Linked DNA regions of Ovis aries: region 2 is linked to region 1. A link is a contact called in public Hi-C data. All regions are on one chromosome and are shown on one strand. The core of a region is the stretch at or near the end of the contact, and the rest is flanking DNA. Distances in the headings are between cores, read along the strand shown. Region 1 holds the start of GNAI3 (G protein subunit alpha i3). Region 2 overlaps LOC101107401 (glutathione S-transferase Mu 1).

Evidence for each region. A called contact is a pair of places that touch in the nucleus more often than the background predicts.
Region 2: a contact with region 1 is called in a Hi-C map of tail adipose tissue, with 7 times the contacts expected there. The contact joins the enhancer-like site here to the promoter of GNAI3 in region 1. A contact is called at or near these places in 11 of 16 Hi-C or Micro-C datasets (blood, hypothalamus, liver and 4 more).

Annotation. Positions count from the first base shown.
Region 1 is chr1:86,783,710-86,787,829 of ARS-UI_Ramb_v3.0, reverse strand. It overlaps GNAI3 (G protein subunit alpha i3), which reads right to left and starts at 2,372. Exons shown (of 9, transcript XM_012106955.5): 1 at 2,148-2,372. The coding sequence starts at 2,265.
Region 2 is chr1:86,934,412-86,938,531 of ARS-UI_Ramb_v3.0, reverse strand. It overlaps LOC101107401 (glutathione S-transferase Mu 1), which reads right to left. Exons shown (of 7, transcript XM_042251990.2): 7 at 1,685-2,223. The coding sequence ends at 2,134. Among named protein-coding and RNA genes, the nearest start is that of AMPD2, 83 kb to the right of the region's middle. Within about 2 kb of position 1,756, at least 13 of the 54 cell types and tissues checked have an H3K27ac peak or open chromatin away from gene starts, as enhancers often do.

The sequences.
Region 1 (4,120 bases), core at 1,123-3,622:
AAATGACTTGCATGTATATCAAAGGAGGTATTCAACAGCAAAACAATTTGTTTACTGTGATGAGTGCATTTTGTTTATAGAAATAGCAAAGAAGATAACTTTAATTTCATATATGGGTTATGTCATGACTCAAGCAAATACATCTCTCTCTGCAACCTGCTTGAATCTGTTCATTTAACTTGCTCAAGAATATTTAAAAAAACTTACTTAAAACAATGAAATTGATTAAAAAGGAAAAGCAAATGTTGTAGTACTTTGATTTTTACCTACTGCTTTTGAAATTTCCTAAGTGATCATGTGTTTAATTTTGTTTTTAATTAAATGCACTATTTATAAAGTCCTGTATTACAACAGCCTAATATCCTGAGGGGATCTCTGATTATGAATGTAAACCAAAATAACCACAGAAGATAAAAACACACCTTTACTTTCATAACCAACTGATTGATAGGAACAATGCTAATGCCTTGAGTACTACAGTTTATATCAAACACCTGAAAGGTCCCAAGGAGCTATGTCCAACAGTAGCTGACACACGCTGGTTAACAGTTTATATTTAAGCATCTACTACGTACCAGGGACCATGCTCATTCACAAATGATACCCGTTATATGGAAGAGTAGCAGTTTGGAACTTCAATTTTTTTTTTTTCATACATTCTGTAAGATTAAGTATTCAAACTGAAGGCTCAAACTCCAGTGCATAACTTCCTCCCTTTATTCAAAAAGCTGTTACCAAGGCTTCTGCAATCTACAAACTGTCAAACACGTTACCATGAAAAGACTAGCACGAGCACCCTGAATGCAGAATAAACCCTGGGTTACGGTGGTGCGTTCTGTCCTCTGGAGCTTCACACCATAAAAATTTGGCACTTCTCCTAAAGCAACTTCTTTTTCCCCAAAATCAACTGTTTTAAAGAGCAAAGTTCTACCGCTTACAGAAACCATTACTTCCATTTATTCTTCCCTAACAGATCCCCAGAAAATACTAACAGTGAAGAAAAAATGTGGCCTGATTTATTGGTAAGCTGACATCAGGGTATTTTATATGATTCATTGAGCTTCTAGAAAACAATTTCTCAAAAATTCTAAAACCAACCAGGCTGAGTAAAATGCATCTGACTGTACATAAAAACTACTTAAAACGAATGTCAAGTAAAATAAACAGTAACTCCTGAAGCCAGTATTTTTCGTTTGAAGAAACAAACAAAAAACCCCAGCTCAACAGAAGTCTGTCACAATCACATCTTTTACAGTAAGTCCAATTCCATAATTTATCCTAAAATAACTGCATTCCCACTGCACACCATCCCTAGCAAATATTCATCAACTCTCACTGTGTAATCTATTGTCATCATCACATCCTATGCCACAAACCTCAAACAAGACAGTCTTTAAATATCCTCAGCTCACACCAGCTCTTATAAAAACAGTGGAAGGAGTTATTAAAAAAACCTTAAGAAAATAAAAATAATAGGAAATAGTGGATAAATACACACAGCCTCTACACTCAAACTCTTTCCCTTTACACCTGAGAACTTTTCAGTTATTTCAACCATACACCTTTATGTTCCTGGATGACCCAGGGTTCCTCCACCTCAGCGAGAGCTCAAAATGTCCACTCTTTAAATGACAGGGTCCTACGTGACCACTCTGTTCAAGACCCCCTCTCTATTTATATTAATTATTCAAGGCCCGCCCCCCAGCTCTAATGTCATAAAGTATCACCACGCTCCAAACTCACAATCCATTATACAAGCCCAACACACTCTCCCGTTCTCAACACCAACTCACTCTAACCCTTCCCTTGAAAAACCTTCTCTAACATCAGCTCTTCCTTTATGAGCTTTTCCCATATTCCTAATACAGTCTCAATGTCCTACTGGACCACATTTAGAAGCTCCTTCGCTAAACACAATCCCAGCATGGTGGCACACCCTCTTTCCAGCCTAATTCCTACAACCCCAAAACCCCACCCCCTCATCATGCCCTCCGGCACCAGCCACAACCCCACACCCCGCCCCACGTCCGTCACGCCCTCCAGATTCTTCGGGGTCCTCTCCTCCCGCCCGGCCCGACCCCCCATTAGGACTCTCAAGTGCCTGGGCCCTCTAAACCACCCCGCCAGCCCCGCTCCCAGCCCCTCACCGAGTAGCAACAGCTTCACTTCTTTGGCCGCTTTCTCCCCGTCCTCCCGCAAGTTGCGGTCGATCATCTTGCTTCGCTCCACCGCCGCCTTATCTTCGGCGCTCAACGTGCACCCCATGGCGGCGGCGAAAGAAGGGACCGGGCCGGGGCTCACTCAAAAACCGCGGAGACTGCGGCTTGGCAGGCGGAGACACAGTCTACTGCTGGGCGGCGGCCCTCTCCGTCAGCTCCCAGGGCGCCCAGAGAAACCGGATATCCGGCGTTTTACGACACTTCCGGCAACGCCCGCGGCCGTTACTTCTTCGACCTCCTTAGCTGGGGTAAAGGAGGCGTAACCAAAAGCGGAAGTACGGGGAGAGAGAGAGACCAGGACGCCGAGCGTCGGTTCCGAGGTGTGGGGCGGCCCTGTCGAGCTTACCGGGCGCCGCTCGACTTTAATCCCCTTTCACCTTTTTGGCTGTCTTATTTGGATGAATATAGAGATACCAGGGACTGGTTTCTCCGGTTCAAGGCACCCTCCCGAGGTCGCACGGCCGATTGGCGTGGGGAATGGAAATTCCCAAGTAAAAGCCCGCAATCCGCACGGGAATTTCTGCTGGGAATTTTTCCACTGGCCAGAAAACCAGTTTAATTCTGGCTGTGGAGATCTGAGACCAAGTGTAGGATAGTTTGTCTGTTGGCGTCGTCCCAGCCAGAGCTATGGGATGCGAATTACAGTCGGGGCCTCGACGCAGTCACGCTCCACATCTGGAATAAGTTAAGACCCACCATGCCTGGGACTTTGCAGTCCCTTTCTGCCCTCTCTGGCTCACCTACTGGTACCTAGTGGGCTTGAGTTGCCCAGCTACTATGTCGGTAAAGGATCTCTTGAAATCGGTAACAGATCTTACATAAGGTAAGAATGTGGTTTTTCCATGAAATTTCCATGCTGCCTTTCCCCCACACAAGCCAGATTTAGCCCTGACATATTGTCGTGCGTTAAGGACTTAGGACTTCTACCAAGATTAGTCAACCAAAGTTCCACACCCTAAAACAAACCAGTGCATCCTGTGAATCTCTATTAAAATTTCCTGTTGTGGTAACACACGAAAAGAGAAGTCATAGTAAAATTTGTTTCTCAGCTATAGTATCACCTGGAAGTTGATAAATCCCCTATGAAAGCCCCACACTGATACCCTTTTTACTCATAATCCTGGATTCTGTGGTGAAAGTAGCCCTACGTTACCGTTACTTCCAAAGAGCCCCACAAAAACATTCACCGTACATTCTAGAGAGGGGAACTCTTGCAGCCTCCAAGACCTTTCCCTATGATTAAATATTATTTCCCCAATCGAACCTAGACCTTAGAATATAAGATCCCAACAGAAAGATATATACGGTGACTGATGATCATTAGAGGGATTTCTTGAAAACCACATTAAATAGCTTCATGCACCTTAATTTGTCAATGCCAGTTCTTCAAAGTTCCAAGCCTCCTACTCTTCCTAGTGACTGTTAGAATATCAGTACTTACGGGAAGAAAGGGCAAGACGAAGGGAAGAAAAAACAATATTTATGGAGTACCTATTTGCCAGGTATGGCTAGGTACTTGGATGTGTCATCTCGTTTATTCACAACAACCCTGTGATTGTGGGTTGTTGTCCACATTTTTACAGATAAACAGATAGGCTTAGAGAAATTAAGCATCTTTCCAAGTTCACACAGTGAATAAGTAGATCTGACTCCAAATTCACTCCTTTTCTACCATGCCATTATAAGATGTTACCTGGAAGTCCTGACAACAGCTTTTCATTTAGGATTGAGAGTTACTCCAACAACACTGGGGTGAGGGAAAAAATAACTTGAGAGCACAATTTTCTCAACCTGTTGATTTCTTCAGTGGATTTATAAGTCAAATTTTGCCTAGGAACTGCTTTCACAAGTTTAAGAATTACATATGGAACTTTACCAAGTGATCCTGGTGATTAGAATAC
Region 2 (4,120 bases), core at 507-3,006, 150 kb before region 1:
CTGTTACTCTGGACTTATTTTGCCTATTAATGATCATGTAAATAGAAGGATGTAGCAGGTGCATTTGGTGTCTACATCCTTTTGTCCACATTGTGTCTCTGAGAGTCATTCATGTTATTGTGTGTAGCAGTAGCCCTTCATAATATTTTCATCATAAGTCTATATATTGTATAATAATCCATCATATGAATAGTGAATTTGTATAATGGACTTATATAACATATCCCAGCTTATCTGTCCATTCTTGCATTGCCAGACATTGGAAAGTTGCCAGTTCTTGGCTTTTTCATATAAAGCCGCTTTGAACACTATGGTACATGTCTGTTTAAGACATAAGCACACATCCTCATTAGTATATAACAAGGCATGGCATTCCAGGGGCATAGGGTAGATGTTATGTTTAGTTCCAGGAAGTGCTGTTGGTATTCCAAAGTGGTTGTTCCACCAGCAGTGAGTGATGGTTCCAGTTACCGCACATATTTGTGAATAATTGTTGGTCCTTTTAATTTTAGCCTGTGTGGGTATATAATTGGATTAACTGTGTTCATAACTTCCCCAAATCCAATATTGTTGGGCACCTTTTCATATGCTGACTGGCCTTTGGGATATTCTCTTTTGTAATGCCCAGTCAAGACGTGGGCCTTGGAGTTCCCTGGTGGCCTAGTGTTTAGGATTCTGAGCTTTCAATGCCAGGGCCTGGGTTCAACCTGTGGTTGGGAAACTGAGATCCTACAAGCCACATATTGTGGCCAAAAAGCCACTTAGGCCTCTTCTTTTCATTGGTTATATTTTTAGCTAAATATTTTTGGATAAAAGTCCTTTGTGATTTGTAACATTTTCTCCCAACTGAGTCTTGACTGAATACTAGACCCCAATGTAAACAACTATTTATGGTAGCATGGTCTGTGAACTCCTGAGGTCCTAGAACTCTCTCTTAAGCAGACCACTGGACAGGGTGATTTGAAATTACTTCCAGAGGATGCAAAGCAGTGATGAATGGTGCCTGATAAAAAGGAGACCAGGAAACTTAGTATACTCATAGAAGGATGTGAAGTAAAAACACAACAGCCCCAAGATCTCTATATAGACTCTGGACTTGGATACCTCACATTGGCAAGAACTGAAAAGCAAGTGCCTTAAGTTAAAAAATATATATATATCCATCAGATATTCAAGAGAGACTGGCATCACCCTTCCCACGAACAAGGCTTAATTCTAGCTGTGTCTAATTGCATCAGAGGCCTGAAGGTCCTTATACCAGAATCGTATAACCAACAAAAACATTACTTTAGTGTACACTAGCAACACATCTTCAGATATGCGAGGACTGAAGAAATTTACCTCGTGGGTAGCTAAGAAAATGAGGAAGTAACCCAGAAAGAAGGTCCTGAATAACAGCTGCGCAGCAGCCAACAGAGGGCGCCTGAGCTCTTAATAAGGAGGGGGAATGGATGAGAGATGGAGGCTCAGGAAGAGGCCTCCCTTCTATAATAAAAGGAGCCCTCCGAGGACTCCTGCTCTGAGGGCCTCAGAAATGGGAACAGGAAGTCTCAGAACATCCTACTACCAGACAGGATCCTCATGCACCCAGACACTGCCAGCATCACCACTTCATTACTAGGAAGCAGCAGGGCCAGTTAGACAGTTCAGATGGTCAGGAGGAAAAAAGGTAAGACATAGCAGGTGTGGTTAAGGCTTTATTGGTGATCGGCAGGGCTGGGCAGGGCCCACGCTGGGAGAACAAGGCCTGCACACTAGGCCTGTCCTGGTCTTCAGGGCAGTGCTGGGGGCTCAGGCTTGAGCTCTCTAAGCCAAGGGTCTGGTCAGGCTACTCATAGCAGGGGAAAAAAAAAAAAAAACCAGCAACATGGAAAGGAAGGATGATCTGGTTGGCTTTAGAGCAGAAAGCATAACGTCAGGGGGTGACTTCACTGAAGAAGAGAGGGGTGCTGTAGAGCTTAAAGATCTGGGATGAATGGGGTTGGGAAAGAGTTGGGGCCAAATAAGGCCTAAGTGTGACCAATGGAAAGAAAGAAGGAGGAAGCAAAACATCTGGTTCTGGGGAGAAAGAAGCTTCAGCGGCTCTCCACACACAGCACTGGCTCCTCGCTCCATCTCCTGCCGTCCAGAGCACTACTTGTTGCCCCACACAGCCATCTTTGAATACACAGGGCGTGGGAGGAAGCGGCTGGACTTCATGTAGGCAGAGATCTTCTTCAGGCCCTGAGGGTGGGAGAAAGAAGGTCAGGTCTGCTGCCCCTCTGGGGCTCACGCAGTTCCACTCCAGGATTTGAGTTGGAACCCTGGTCCAACCCTTCCTTGTGGAAGTGAAGCAATCAGCAAAAAACAATCTTCCTAGGGTCCCCAGTTCTGATAAGTTACCTCTTCAGTTTCCTGTAACTAACATGGTGTCTTACTAAGACCTGCCACACATGGAGAACAGGCCGTGTTAGCTGCTGTATATACCCAGAGATGAGAATACACAGCCATCCCTCATTCCAGTCCACGTCAAACTACTGTGATTTGCGCGTTTTGCGTATTTCACAGCCTGAAGCCTCGTGTCAACCATCACTGAGCAAGTCAACTGATGCCATTTTTCCAACCACACTTGCTCACTTTCTGTCTCTGTGTCATCTTTGGTGATTTTCCCAATATTTCTACTTTTTCATTATGATTATCTTTGTTATGTCGATCTATGATCAGTGATCTTTGATGTTACTGTGGCAAAAAAATCAAACTCCTTTAAGACTCAGATGAAGGTCTCAGCATTTTTTGGCAAGAAAGTTTCAGGTCTGTTTGTTTGTTTGTTTGGCCGAGATGTGCAGCATGTGGGATCTTAGATTCCAGAGCACGAATCAAACCCAGGCCCCTGGCAGTGAAAGCATGGAGTCCTAACCACTGGACTGCCAGAGAAGTAATGCCCAGCAATAAAGGATATTTAAATTAAGATAAACATATATATATATATATTTAGGTATAATGCTATTGCACATTTTACAGGCTACAGTATACTACAAACAACTTTCACATGCCCTGAGAAACCAAAAAAGCTATGTGACTTGCTTCACTGTATTGTGGGCATCTAGAGCCAAACCCTCAATACATCAGGGAGGATTGTATCTTGAAGTCTTTATAGTGGGCAGTTTCCTTCCCTCTCTTTACTTCTTCCAGTTACTCATGATTCTGTCTCAGAGACAGGATCATACATTCATTTTAAGTTACATTCACTGATCTGACTCTCCCCCCTGTATGAGTCACTGTATCAGGCCCAGAGGGGATGCAGAAGTCACCCAGTCCTGGTGCCCAGCCTCTGGGGCTCAGTGCAGCTGGAGAACCACAGGAATTCTGAGGTATATGTGATGACTGGTCCACTGGAGAAGGGAATGGCAAACCACTTCAGCATTCTTGCCTTCAGAACCCCATGAACAGTATGAAAAGGCAAAATAATTGGATACTGAAAGAGGAACTTCCCAGGTCAGTAGGTGCCCAATATGCTACTGGAGATCAGTGGAGAAATAACTCCAGAAAGAATGAAGGGATGGAGCCAAAGCAAAAACAATACCCAGCTGTGGATGTGACTGGTGATAGAAGCAAGGTCCAATGCTGTAAAGAGAAATATTGCATAGGAACCTGGAATGTCAGATCCATGAATCAAGGCAAATTGGAAGTAGTCAAACAAGAGATGGCAAGAGTGAACGTCGACATTCTAGGAATCAGCAAACTAAAATGGACTGGAATGGGTGAGTTTAACTCAGATGACCATTATATCTACTGCTGTGGGCAGGAATCCCTCAGAAGAAATGGAGTAGCCATCATGGTCAACAAAAGAGTCCAAAATGCAGTACTTGGATGGAATCTCAAAATGACAGAATGATCTCTGTTTGTTTCCAAGGCAAACCATTCAATATCACGGTAATCCAAGTCTATGCCCCAACCAGTAACGCTGAAGAAGCTGAAGTTGAACGGTTCTATGAAGATCTACAAGACCTTGTAGAACTAACACCCCAAAAAGATGTCCTCTTCATTATAGGGGACTGCAATGCAAAAGTAGGAAGTCAGGAAACACCTGGAGTAACAGGCAAATTTGGCCTTGGAATGAGGAATGAAGCAGGGCAAAGAT